2 separate regions of the Mus musculus genome follow, and region 2 is linked to region 1. Evidence: chromatin contacts called from public promoter capture Hi-C data. All regions are on one chromosome and are shown on one strand. The core of a region is the stretch at or near the end of the contact, and the rest is flanking DNA. Distances in the headings are between cores, read along the strand shown.

Region 1 (6,622 bases), core at 1,446-3,945:
AGCACTTGTTCCCTTCCACCGCTTCCGGTGCCCGTACCCAGCACAGAACCATTAAGGTCCAGCCAGCCATTACCCTTTCCTCGAACCAGACTCAAGATAAGGCAGTGAGCATCAGTACTAAGGGGCACCTGAAAAACTCCATTGAGGACATTATCCTCTGTTCTAAACGGTTAGCTTCTGTCAGGGATTGGGCAAAGAGGGCAGGGACGGCTCTCCAGAGTTCAGGAAGCAAGCCCAGCCAAAACATCCCCTTGGGGGAAGCATTGAAACAGAACACTTGAGTTTGTAGCCAGAAGTATCTTGTTCAAATCTTGACTGTGTTCTTGCTTGTCATGCGCGCCTGACTTCAAGGAGGCCTGCTTGTCAATAAAAGGAGAGTAACACTTTGCCGGTTGCAAGGACCAAACCAGAAACGTACCGCAAGGTGACCAGTGCACACTCAGGTTCCTTTTCAGATGTATTATTTTTATTCAAGCGACTGAACGCTCTAGGGCAAAGGGAGAAAGAAGGCAAGACCCAGCTTCCTTTAGCTCTGGGGCGCCGCCCATGATTCCGAAAAGGCCTCGCTTTTCTGATCCGGAAACCAGCAGGCCCAGGGCGCGGGCTCAGAGCCGACACCCATCCCTTAAGACAAGAGCCGGCGCCGGGCTTCGTCTGCTGCCCTCCCGCTCCGGTGCACTCCGCAGCGCCAACCTTCCAAAGGGTGATGGAGAGGTTGCTGTGAGGCACCACTTTGAGAAACGACAAACCGCCTGCCGGGATGCTTGCCACTAAGACTCAAACTCAAGAAGGCTACACTGGCTCGAAGGCAGGAGCATCCCATAGAGGGTGTGTGGCCTGCCCCGGGTCACACAGAGAGTCCGAAGAGATGCAGCCCTGGTCCCCACCAACCACCACCGCACGCTGGACCACGCCCTCTGTCCAAAGGGACACTATCTGGACCCTCTGGAGCCTTGGGCTAAGGTCTGGGGCGGCATTACCTTGCGCAGGCCGCTGAACGGTACGTCCAAGGGCAGTGAGAAGAGGTTCTCCACCAGCTGTTCAAAGGTATGGGCCAGCTCGGTGCATCGCGCTTCGTCCAGCTGCAGACCCAGCAGGATGCGCGCGGCCATGCGGAAGGTGAGTGCTTTGGCCGCCTGGTAAACAGCCACCGGTCGTTGGGCGGCGCACCAGGAGCGCACCTCTCGCCGCAGCGCCCCCTGCAACCGTGGCACGAATTGCTCCAGAGAGGAGCGGCTGAACACGCGCGCCAGGACCTGTAGGGAGCGCGCGGATCAGCGCAGGGAAGGCTGGCCTCTTGTGCTGTGCGACTCCGCAGCCTGAAGGCGAAGTCCAGTCCCTTCTTCCTCTTCTGAACCGCACAGGTCTAAACTTGTTGGCGTGGTTTCTATACCACTTTGATGTACAGAGTCCCTCCCATCCACTAGGCTCCAAATGCTGCTAGCTGCTCCACAGCCTTCCCTGAACCCTCTTAAATCTGAATCCCCAAAGCTGCTGGCAAGTGACATAAGATCTGAAATCAAGGACTTGTTAGCCTTGACTTGGCTTTACAATTCAAAACCCAGAAATGTAAGGAGACTTATTCCGGGCCACCCGTTCCTTAGGCCGGAACCCTGGTCAAGTGCACAATATATGTGGAACGCCAGGCCCTGGCCTGGCTCACTGCAGGAACCCAGGGTCCATGGATCTTTTAAGGTGCTTTGGTTTTCTCACCTTACGCCGTTGCCGATGGGGCTCACCAACCGCGCCAAGTAGTGTGTGTGACCCTAGTAGAATATGCGCACTCTGTGGCCACTGGCTACGCACCAGGCGGTGCTCGCCCAGCAGGATGGTGCGCACGTTCTCAGCGCCGCTCACCCGGATCACTGGCCTGCCCAGAAGGTGCGTCTTAAACACTGTCCCGTAGCGCTCGCGGCGGGAACTGTGGAAACGAGAGCCCTGCAAACAAGGCGGAGCTTGAAGGGTCTCTGGGTCTGCAGGGCTGGAGATCTGTCCCAGACATCCCAACTGCCTCTTCCTAGTCCTCTACTAGTCTCTACAACTCTCTAGTCCTAGGCTGTCACATTAGTTACAAAACAAGATCTCCAACCGGCCTCTTAGCTACTCGATGGGATTGTAGAAGCCCACTGGTGAGGTGAGAAGCCCACTGATGAGGTGAGATAAGGCGTACACAGGAAATCTGAGTGCCCAAGGATGCATGGCTGAAATGTGGCTTGGCTTTTTAGTCTATGCTTGCAAGATATGGGTACCACATCCCTCAAACCCCTCCCTATGCCCCTGCTTTACAGCCCCAGTTGTAATCAAAAGAGTTTAAAATGAGCGTAAAACTCGGTGACATGGGGTCTCTTAGAAAGAACAGAACAGCTAGGCAAGTCGGGTTTTCGAAATCCCCGGAATATTTGGTAAGGAATCTTATGAGATGCACTGAGAACCAAGAGTGCATGATGGAAGATGCAGGAAAGGGGCATTGCTTTATGATAAAACCACTCACCTGTACCAACCAGTGCAGCGTTTCACCGAAGAATGGCCAGCCCATGGAGCCCTTGGGTAGGGGCAAGGTGGAGGCCCAATCCCGGCTCAGAGTCCAGCGGAGGGTCCAGAGTTGTTGGGCCAGGCCGAGCAGCAGACCCGCACACAGGAGAGTGGTGCCGGCAGCCCCCAGCACGGACAAACAGCTCAGCCCCCAGGAAATCATGGCGAGAATGCAGGGTTGAGAGGGGTGAGCTAGGCCACTGGGAAGGCAGGGGGCTCAAGAACTATTGCAGAGCTCACCTCACCTGCACAGTCCAGAAAAGGCCCAGGATTAGGGGCCAAGCCAGAGATAATATTAAATTCAAAGCTACCACTCTTAAAACAAGACGTTCAGTGGGAGGCAGTACTAACCCTGAGCAATTAGAGAATGTGCCTTCCTTGAGGCTGAAGACTCAGGGCATTTCTCCGGATGTCCGTTAAAAAAGAGTCACCGCATCCAAATTGGGCCATTTTCCTCTGGAATGCTCCCACCTTCTGGGCTCAGCGCTCCTAGATAGAGGCTGGGAGAAACAATTCACCAGGCACTGCCAGCCACTGTTGCTGCAGGGCAGCAGACCCCTGCCCACTGCCTTCCCTCCTTCCCTCCGTTAACCCTTCTCCGCCCACCCTCCGACAAGTTTATATAGATATTGCCTCCCTCCCTACGGACTGGGTCATACAACATGACGTGTCTACGGATATTTAAAGAGTCCCACTCAGAGTAATGATTGGAAGCAGTGGGCAGTGGCCGGTTCACCGACATCCAAATAGGGAGTGGCATCTGGGCGGGAGCTGGGGGGCGGGGGGGGGGGAGGGCTGAGCCCCCATGCACATCCTTGTGCGGAGCCTGCAGTTTAGCACTTGATTTCCATTCTCCGGTGCGAGCACCTAGCACCGCCAGAGTGCCAGCGTGAGAAGCCCACGTGAAGGAGACATCCTGCGAGTGCCTGGCTCTCAGATTCCCCCCTCCTTGAGTACCCCCACCCCACCCCAAACCTCTACTGTTCACCACATTAAGGTCTAAAGGCGGGGATTGCGCCCCTTTGCTCAGTCTCTCTCAGGGAAAGTGGCTTGTGACACTAGCGCTTCAGAAGGCTGGCTGGGATCCAGTTCCCCGACCCTCTGATGGCTCCTAGTTCTCCAAACTCCCACTTTAAGGGATCCTCCAGGAGATGGTAATTTCACTGCTTCCAAGCTTCCCGGGGGAGGGGAGGCACCCAAAGCACTCCAGAAGCCTGTAGCCTGGGTGCGGCTCTGGTCTTAGGACCAAGTCAATTTCTGGCTTCTTTTTCACTGCCCATCTCTGGAGTCTGCTGGATCCTGCCCCCTCCCCGGGCCTTCCAGCTTGCATCTTGGGCTTTGTGCCCCACTCTGGGCTGCAAAGCCTTTCCGCCTACCAGCTAGCTAACACAATCTAGAGGTGAGGGTGGGGGAGGTGCAGAGCGCGAGGGGGGTGCCTGTTATTTTGGAAAGAGCATAGAGGAGCCCAAGGGGTGTCTGCTCCAGGAAATATGGAGGTTCCTCTTTCCAAATCCCCAGATGCCTGAGCCAAAGCCAGGGGTGTTCCCAAATACCCAGAGTGCATGGAACAGCAGCACTCCAAAGTCTTCAGAGCTTCAGAGCACAGTTCCTGATATCCAGAATGTACTGTATCTTAAGAATTATTGTATTTCTTTGTGTAATGATTTAAAACTGCGAAATACTTTGAGTATTTTGTCAAGAGAACAAGTAGGTTTTGTTTTGCGTCATGCCCATTCATATAATTAGGGACTAACAGGCTGCTTGAAATGAGAATCTCCGAATAGCTGAAAGAGCATCTTCAACAACTCACGACCTTTTTAATATTTTATCACAAAATCCAGACATGTGAGCATAGCTCTTCACACTTATTTTACAGAGTCAGGTCATCTTACAAGCATAAATCCGGAATATGCAAAGGGTGTACTTCAGCATGATTACAATGTCGAGAAAACAGAGGTCAGGTTTACACATTTGTGTCACTGTGATTTACCCAAAGGAAAATGTACACGTGCTGGGTGGGTTTTCAGAGTCCAGTTGATCCAGTTTGTTTCCACAGCACTGAGATCTTCTCTGAATAGCGTTGACCTGAACCCTGTCGTGATTTCATTCTGTAGGAAGAACATGTCTAACAGGGACAGGCTACACCTGACAGATCAGCCCCTTTCACTGCCGCCTTCTCTTTAACTTAAACCAAACTAAAACTTTAAAAAAAATGGGGTCAGCTACAAAAGGTACAGACAGAAATATTAACTTCAATGAACAAAACAACACTTCATCTTTACGAATCCTAACCTCCTCCTTCATTTTCAGAATGATTAAGCTATCTAAGTAGAACAAATAATTTACTGTCCTGAAGACCTGAGCCTGACTTCAGGAACTTTCAAGATCTCTGTGCTTCCTCTCTCAGACCCTGCAGAACTGATACTCCTGGGCCATCCATGTAAGCCACACTGAGGTGAAGCTAGAAGCTAAAAGTCTAATAACAGCAGTATTTTCCTTATCAGCAGTGGCTGCATCCCAAACTATAACCCACACAAACAGAAACTCCTTCAAGCTTAAATAGGAGAAAAAAATGCAAGCAGAGACATGTTTTTTCTAATATTTGCAATCAGTTTTGTACACAATTTATTGGGATTATATATTACACTTTTGACTTTTCTTCTAAAATTGAAAAAAGTTGTTATATTTTTATATATAAAATAGTAATCAGTCATTTAAAAATCCATACAAATGATGTTTGCCGCCATTGCTTGTTTAAGCCCTCATCAGTGTCTTTCCTCTACTACAGTTTTTGGCTTCTGTAAACAAGTTATTGTCTCACGACCAGTGCTGGCCACAGAGAAGCACTCAGGCATGGGTCTGGTCTACGTGTGCTGGGACATACCAGTCACCAAGCCTCTGAGCTGTCTCACCACTGTCTCTATCAGCTTCTGTCTGTCTCGGTCATTCTTCCGGAACTGGGCGAATATGTTATTCTTCTTGCTGGTGTCCTTCATCCTACAAACACACAAACGTGGATGCTTAGAAAAAGAAAACTGTTGCCTCTAGGATTCCTTCCTTCCATCCATCTGTCAGTCTGTCTGTCCTTTCTTTCGGCATGTTCTGAATTATCCACCATTAACCTGTGCTTGAAATCAGTACTACCAAACTTAGTGACACAGAGACTCAGAGACAGAAGTGGTGATCTCGCGCTAGCACACGGATCCAAGACTTGCTGCTTTCCTGACATCGAGCCACCGAGCTTTGTCAGGATGCCCTCCACGGGCTCAGCTCACATCCACAGCAGGACTGTGTGGCATTGAAAACGCCAGTAACAGATTTTAAAATGTTATGGTTTTGCCTCAGTAGTAAGTATTTCATGACATTATAAAATAGATTTATGTAAATTGTGAATAGCTTCTTATATCTTTTCAAATCAAATAACACAAAACTGCACACTTTAATAGTTACGCTTTAAACAAAATATGACTGAGTGAAGAGAAAGTTTGCTACATAATGAGAGCAACTGTTTAGCTGCACCATAGTCTCATTTTTCACAATATAGTTTTTCAAATCACTTATTCCTCTACCTGCAAAAAATTTTCGAGATACCACTGAAGAAAGCATTTCAATTCTTGGGCCTATTTTATTTTATTTTATTTTTAAGTAGCTCCAATTCCCGTATCTCCCCTTCTCTCCAGTAGAGGGGAGGAACTCAGGGCCAAGCACAAAGGCTTCTACAGCTGCGCCATACATGTCAGGCTCCCATTAACACATTTATAAAGCAAACTGTGCCTGACGTTTTCAGGGTACACTAGAAAAAACATTTTCCTCGCATATATAATCAAAAGGATTCTAAAAGGAAAGAACGGAATTTATCGTCTGTTCATCAGAAGAGGCTGATAAACAGTCTTGCCTTCCCTCTCCCCCCTTTCCCTGTTTTCAGTACAGCATCAGGTCCCTCAAACTCATGATCCTCCTGCCTCAGGACTGGCACATGCCATCACATTTGGCTTAACTGAGAGCTTCATAACTTGTGTAAAATGCTATCCAAAATAAAAACCAAGGAAGTGTTTTGAGAACATACTCACTTCTCCAAAAGAGTGAGGGC
Region 2 (6,622 bases), core at 1,751-4,250, 640 kb before region 1:
GATGATTCTGGAAGAACTTGCTACAGTAACATGGGTCAGAAGGGCAGGGATAGGAGCACGTTGACAAGTGTTTGGAATCCTGTCTGTTGGATTCTGGGTTCCTTAGGATCCTGTGGGTAATTTTCCAGGTTTCTCTGGAGTTACAACCTGCTTAAGTTGTGCAAATGCTCACGCAAAGGAAGCAGACTTATGTTAGTCATTTCTATAATCCTGTTGAAACTATGATTCATGGACTGTATTCTCAAAGGAGATATATATGATGAACATGGTCCAGCCATGTGTTTTTAAGTGGCGTAAGGGCTTTAACTCAATGACACACTTCTCAAAATTTACCCCCTGTTCCCTCCCACTCACTCTCCTTCCTTATAAGGTTCTTTTCTGGATTTCTCTGAACACCTAGAGACAGGCCAGACATCTCAAGTGGTGGGGGGTGTTGCATCCTTCACCCCCCTACACTTGAGGCTTGGCCTTACTGCACATTCAACCACGTTCAGTCTCCACACACTTAATCACTGAAAAAAGAGGCAATTTGTGCTGGTCTATGAAGCCAACTCCCTCATCATGTGACCCATCATAGGTCAGAATATTGCCCCTCTTGATTGGATGGGAGACTAAAGGCCTATGGGAAGAGGAAAGCCAAGGGTTTCCATCATCTGTCTTTGTTGAGGGCAAGTGGGCATTGATAATCCCGATGGTGCCTCCATTTTGGTGCACAGGAGAAGCTGTGTGATTGTTTCAGGGTGATTGAATTAATTGTTCATATCTTAATTGAGTCCTTATGAGTTGTTCTGGTTTGACTCTGAAATGTTTCCTCACGGGCTGGTGTTTTGAATGCTTGGTCACCAGATGGTCAGGCTTTAGGAGTCAGGACCTAGCTGATGGAAGGTCACCAGAGGTGGGTCTTTGAAGGTGCTAACCGTCATCTGATGTCTGTCCTTACCTCTGCCACAGGCTTGCATGGCATGAACTGCGACACATTGCCATGTCTTCCCTACTCTGCCTCTGTCTCCTACAACCATCCTTATCATTCAGCAAAGCTAGTCAGTCATCCTTCTAGGTAGCCTGGGACGCTGTTTTTGGACTCACCAGAATAGATCCTCTAATTACTCTCTGGGACAACATTGTCTTTCCAAAACTCCCTTGCCTAAATCTTTTCTCATCTTTGTTTCCTGGAGTGTAGATGTCCACAATTACCATACATAGTCATTGAAGCTACATGAGCATGCCAGTTCTGCTGGCAGCTCTCTGGTGGACATGTAGATCTATTCTTCTTGAGCCATGTCCCTCTCCCCTCCTCCCACCTCCCAAAAGCTATGAGTCATGCTGCTCAACGCTCCTTCTTCAGAACCCTTTAACAGGTACCAGACTCTCCTACAGTGAAGATCCATGGCTTGAAGCCATATTGAAGCTTCTAGGTAGACGTTATCTCTCGTGCCTGGATGAATGATTCTGGCATTTATCATAACAGCTAATGGTTTGTTTCTGGGAAGAACCCGAAAGTACAGTCAGAAAGATGTCTGAGATCATCAACTATGATCTGGTTCTTATTCGATTTGTTGTCAGGCAGTGGTATCTTTTCATCTTGTACCACATATTGCGGTTGTTCCAACTCAAGGGCCTTTTAAGGACAAAGCTGCTTGCTCTGGTGTACTAATAATTGTTACTGCTATGACTCACTTGCCGTAGCATTCGTGACAAAGTAGCTGAGAATGTAGACATCTCCAATATCAGCATTAGGTCACTGTCCCCTTACAAATTCTTATTTTTATGTGTATGTATGTGAGTTTATGTACACCATGTATGTGGGGGGGGTGCTGTGGAGGCCAGAATAAGGCATCAGTTTCACTGCTGGAACTAGAGTTCCATCCTACAGGCAACCACCTGCTGTGGGTGCTGGGATCTGACTCCAGGTGCCCTTAACTGCTGAGCCATCTCTCTACTCCTAGGTTGCCCTTTAAACTTTCTCCCCGGGAGAGAAGAAGATTTAGAAGTTGCTAACTATGAAATGCTGGAAATAAAGGGGACTGAATTTAGATAGTTCAAAGTCCTGGGTTATTTATGATCAATAATACCAAATTTCATTTCATAATATTCAAGGATGTAGGTGTGACTAGGAGTGTACTTCTAGGTAGATGCTGTAAGCCCTTTTAGTTGATAGATCTGTTATAAGGGGTCTGTGTGCTGCTCCCAAGTGTAAGCATAGCAGTGCACATCTGGCTCAGTCATCAATGACTGCCAGGACACTGGCATACTGACCTCAATATAGGTATATGAGGCAGCAAAACCACCATCAAGCCAACAATGGTCTCCACAAGATAGCTGAGCTGGAAGGGGAGGGGACTTATTATTGCCTTTCCTTTATGAGGAAAACTTCCCACTGAAAAAGCTATTCAAGTGTTATATGAAGGTCACATGAGGGCCAGCAAGATGATTCAGTGCATAAAGGTATTTGCTGCCAAGCCTGCTGACCTGAGTTCAATCCTAAGGACCTACATGGTAGAAGGAAAGAATGGACTCTTGATAGGTGTTTTCACACACACACACACACACACACACACACACGTACATGATAAATAAATGTATACAATATATTTTAAAAAGAAAGTCCCTTTAAATATTAAACAAAGTGCTGGGGGTGATGCATGTCTTTAATCCCCGCACTTGGGAGGCAGAGACAGGAGGGTCTCTGGGTTTGAGGGCAGCCTGGACTACAGAGTTCTGTGTACTAGTCCTACATAGAGAAAAGCTGTCTCTACAACCATAAAAAAAAAAAAAGACAAAGCAATTCCAGTAATAGCAGGAGCCCTTCCCCACCCCTCTCCAGTCTCCTGAAACAGAGACTTTCAGCTGTTTTGTGTTTCTAATGATACCTACTTCTGTATTCTAATTGGGGTAGTGTGCAAGGGCTGAAATTCCTTACGTTATCTGTCCTGGATACGCAGTTGTTGACTTATTATTAGAATGGGTGGAGATTTAAATTTCTCAGCGCTATCTCCCAGGGCCCTTCCCATTTCCCTCCCTAGGCCCAGGACCAGTGATAGAGGCCATGACAGCAGGGACAGCAGTCCCCAGAGTACGGGCTGCTTAAGCTTGCATTCAAGCTTTGTGACCTCAGGGAATGAATGTAAGCTCTCCAGCCTAACAGATACGTTGACAATAAGAGCGACATAGGTGAATGAAAAAACAGATTGGGTTAAACTATTGGAGCAGTTACATTAGCTGGGAGTAAGTGTTTCATAATGCTGGCTTCAAGTTAAGTTTTGTAATTGTTAAATTTAAAGAATTACACTTAGGGGCTGGGGCAATGGTTCAATTGGTAATGTGTTTGCTACATAAGCGCAAGAAGAAAACCCAGCTTTGACAGTCCTGCTGTCAAACCTGGGACCCAGTGCTGAAGAGGCAGAGACAGGAGAATCCCCTGTGCTCATTGGTCAGTCAGTGAGAGACTCTGTCTCAAGCAGTAACAGAGAATTGAGGACACATGGCATTGCCCTCTGCTGTCCCCCGCCCCCCACATGCACACACAAGCAGGCATGTACGCAGGTACACTCATGCACACATACATACATGTAAACATATGCTCACACTCACATATGTAAACACAAACACACACATAGATTCTGTATTCAGATCACTGCAAATATATAAATATTAGTCCCTGCTAAACATTAGTCGGTTTTTCTGCTTTCGTGACTTGTTCCCCGGAAGCTAATAATTGCATTGGTACTTATTTAGTTTTCGGTGAATCTGATAACTGATTCTCAAACCCTCCTCAAGCTCAATAGCAACAATACGTTATCAATAACTTCTCACTTCATTTTAACCCTGGGGACCCCCCCTCCCATCGTCCCAGGAAGCTTCTATACACCTTTACCTTCTGGTCATTTTGTTGCCGACTGCATAGACATTTCAGAATGAGGGTCAACAAGTTGGCTCAGGAAATAAAGGTGCTTGCTGCCAAACCTAACAAGGTGAGTTCAATCCTAGGACCTACACGGTGGAAGGAGCCAACCGATTGCTCCAAGTTGTCCTCTAACCTCCACACATGTACATGTGCATGGATACAAACAAACAGAAACTTTAAAAAGGAAATCTTAGAACTGCCTTCTCGTCTGCCTTAAATTCTGTTTTCAAATCCCGATCCCACATCCCTTTCTTTGACAGTCTATTCTCTCGTTTTGGTGGGGAACACTCTGCAGTATCTTCTAGGGAAAGATTCATAGGAAGTAAAAGTTACGTGATGCTTTCATGACTTGTGCCCCCTGAAGTTAGTAAGTGCATCATTTTTGCTGTGTTTTGTGTCCCTAGGTCTGGAATCTTCATTTCTTTCTTTGGACAGTAGGGGCGATAAACACATCACTGCAATAATTAAGTGATTAAATGTGTGAAATCTATTTAGCACATTTCCTACATATTGGCAAACGCTCAGGCAAAAGTCATTCTCAGAATTTATCTCCATCATCAACACTTTCAGTCTATTCTCTGCAGGTGGCGAGACCATTAAAGATGGGCATGAGCCAGAAGTCACTGCATTAAATGGAAAACTGCATTTTAGGAAATAAATTTAGAGTGATGCTGATGTGGAAAAGGAGCCACTTTCTCTTCTGCTGGTGAGCTCCTGTTTCAGATGACTCTTTCCTTGGAAAGGGCAGCGTGGCTGCCTTCTCCTTGCCTTGAGATGAAAACTTCAGGGCTTCCTCATAGTTCAGACTTGCTTCTTCTAAACTTAGCTTTCCTGAAGATATCTAGTCTTTTTTTTTTTAAATCTTAAACCAAGCTGCAGGAAAGAAGAGTGGAGCTTTTCTTTCAATCCCTGCCTTCAATTAACATCAGCTTCCTAATCTGGCCATCCACAGAATCATAGAAGCCTTATGTCATCAGAGCTAATAGAGCATGGGCCAAAGAGATGGCTCAGTGGGTACAGATACTTGCTGCCAAGCCCGATGGCCTGAGTTCAGTTCCCAGGACCCACACGGTGGAAGGAGAGAATTGATTCCACAAGTTGTCATCTTCTACACACATATGTATCTCCTTTTAGGAAATACTCAAAATTTCTGGCTTTGTGGTACAAATGAAGGTGAACATGAGCATTTTGTTGAGAGAGCTTTTTCTATTTGGTCTTTTAACATAGTGTATCTGCTTATTCATATGCTATTCCAAATACTAGTCTTTTTTCCCCTCTAAACTTTGGTGATTCTGTGCTAAAAATGCTTCCCATTTGGTGAGTAAAATGCCACACCTGTCAAACACCAACATACCAAATGCTGCCTGCAGATCCCTAACCAGGCAAAGCCAAGCGAGAGGAAACTGGCAAGCTCCATAGCCTCATCTCGAACATCTCAACAAGTTATTCCGCAGAATCTGGCCACGTCTTCACTGTCTTCCAAACCTCTAAGTTTCTTCCCCTTTCCCCACCCTGCCCCAAACCCTCTACAACAGAGAGCTACAGACTTTTTCCAAATTGGAAAAGACATGAGGACAGTCCTGATCAAGTTAAAATATTTTATTAAAAAAAAGAAGGAGGAGGAGGAGGAGGAGGAGGAGGAGGAGGAGGAGGAGGAGGAGGAGGAGGAGGAGAAGAAGAAGAAGAAGAAGAAGAAGAAGAAGAAGAAGGAAGAAGGAAGAAGAAGAAGGAAGAAGAAGAAGAAGAAGAAGAAGAAGAAGAAGAAGAAGAAGAAGAAGAAGAAGAAGAAGAAGAAGAAGAAGAAGAAGCCCAAAGCAACTTGGACATCACACTCTGGATGACATTTCAGCCCAGAACTTTGGGGGAACCTTCCCAAACCAAGACTTCAGAATCCACTAGAGAACATTGCAAAAGAAAAATGGAAGACAGGAGCCTGGTATGGCTGTCCTCTGGGAGGTTCTGCCAGCACCTAAGACAGATGCAGATACTCACAGCCAAGCACTGGACTGAGCCCCAGTGAAAGAGTTAGGGGAAGGACTGAAGGAGCTGAAGGGAATTGCAACCCCATAGGGAGAACAACAATATCAACTAAACAGACTCACCTCAGAGCTCCCAGGGACTATACCACCACCAAAGAGTATACATGGGTGTGAGTCCATGGCTCCCGATACATATATTGCAAAGGACTGCTTTATCTGGCATTAATGGGAGTGGACATGCTTGGTCCTGTACATACTTGTTGCCCCAGTGAAGGGGGATGAGGAGGAAGTGGGTGGGTGGTGAGCACCGTCTTAGAAGCAAAGGAGAGGAGGGGTGGGGAGGAGGGTTTGCTGAGAGAGGATCCAGGAAGGGGGACAACATTTGAAATGTAAATAGATAAAATAATTAAAAAAGAAGAAAAAAGCAAGGATGATTCCCAAACCGAGAGAGAGGAGAGAGAGGAGAGAGGGAGAGAGAGAGAGAGAGAGAGAGAGAGAATGAAAATCCCCTTGTTACAGGTCCAATGTGTATAGTTTGGACCCTAAGAATATATATATATATTTCCTTAGTTAACTTTTGGTACCCTTTTAAGGAACTTTGTAAAAATTGCATTATTTATGTGCATATGGGAGGAGATACATATGTGTGTAGAAATGAGAGGACAACTTGTGGAATCAACTCTCTCCTTCCACCATGTGGGTCCTGGGGACTGAATTCAGGCCACCAGGCTTGGCAGCA

What was found. Promoter capture Hi-C pulls out the DNA fragments that hold promoters and counts their contacts.
Region 2: a contact with region 1 is called in a promoter capture Hi-C map of embryonic stem cells, with 2.3 times the contacts expected there. A contact is called at or near these places in 5 of 39 promoter capture datasets (embryonic stem cells, liver, pre-B cells and 1 more) and 1 of 130 datasets of targeted methods (embryonic forebrain).

Annotation. Positions count from the first base shown.
Region 1 is chr19:37,681,753-37,688,374 of GRCm38.p6, reverse strand. It overlaps Cyp26c1 (cytochrome P450, family 26, subfamily c, polypeptide 1), which reads right to left and starts at 2,695. Exons shown (of 6, transcript NM_001105201.1): 1 at 2,492-2,695; 2 at 1,714-1,938; 3 at 981-1,256. The coding sequence starts at 2,695. All of the region lies in intron 2 of Gm32342 (a long non-coding RNA gene), which reads left to right. Exoc6 (exocyst complex component 6) reads right to left here. Exons shown (of 22, transcript NM_175353.2): 21 at 6,603-6,622; 22 at 5,122-5,529. The coding sequence ends at 5,397.
Region 2 is chr19:38,317,144-38,323,765 of GRCm38.p6, reverse strand. The region is part of intron 2 of Gm9886 (a long non-coding RNA gene); the gene reads left to right. Among named protein-coding and RNA genes, the nearest start is that of Gm9886, 6.8 kb to the left of the region's middle.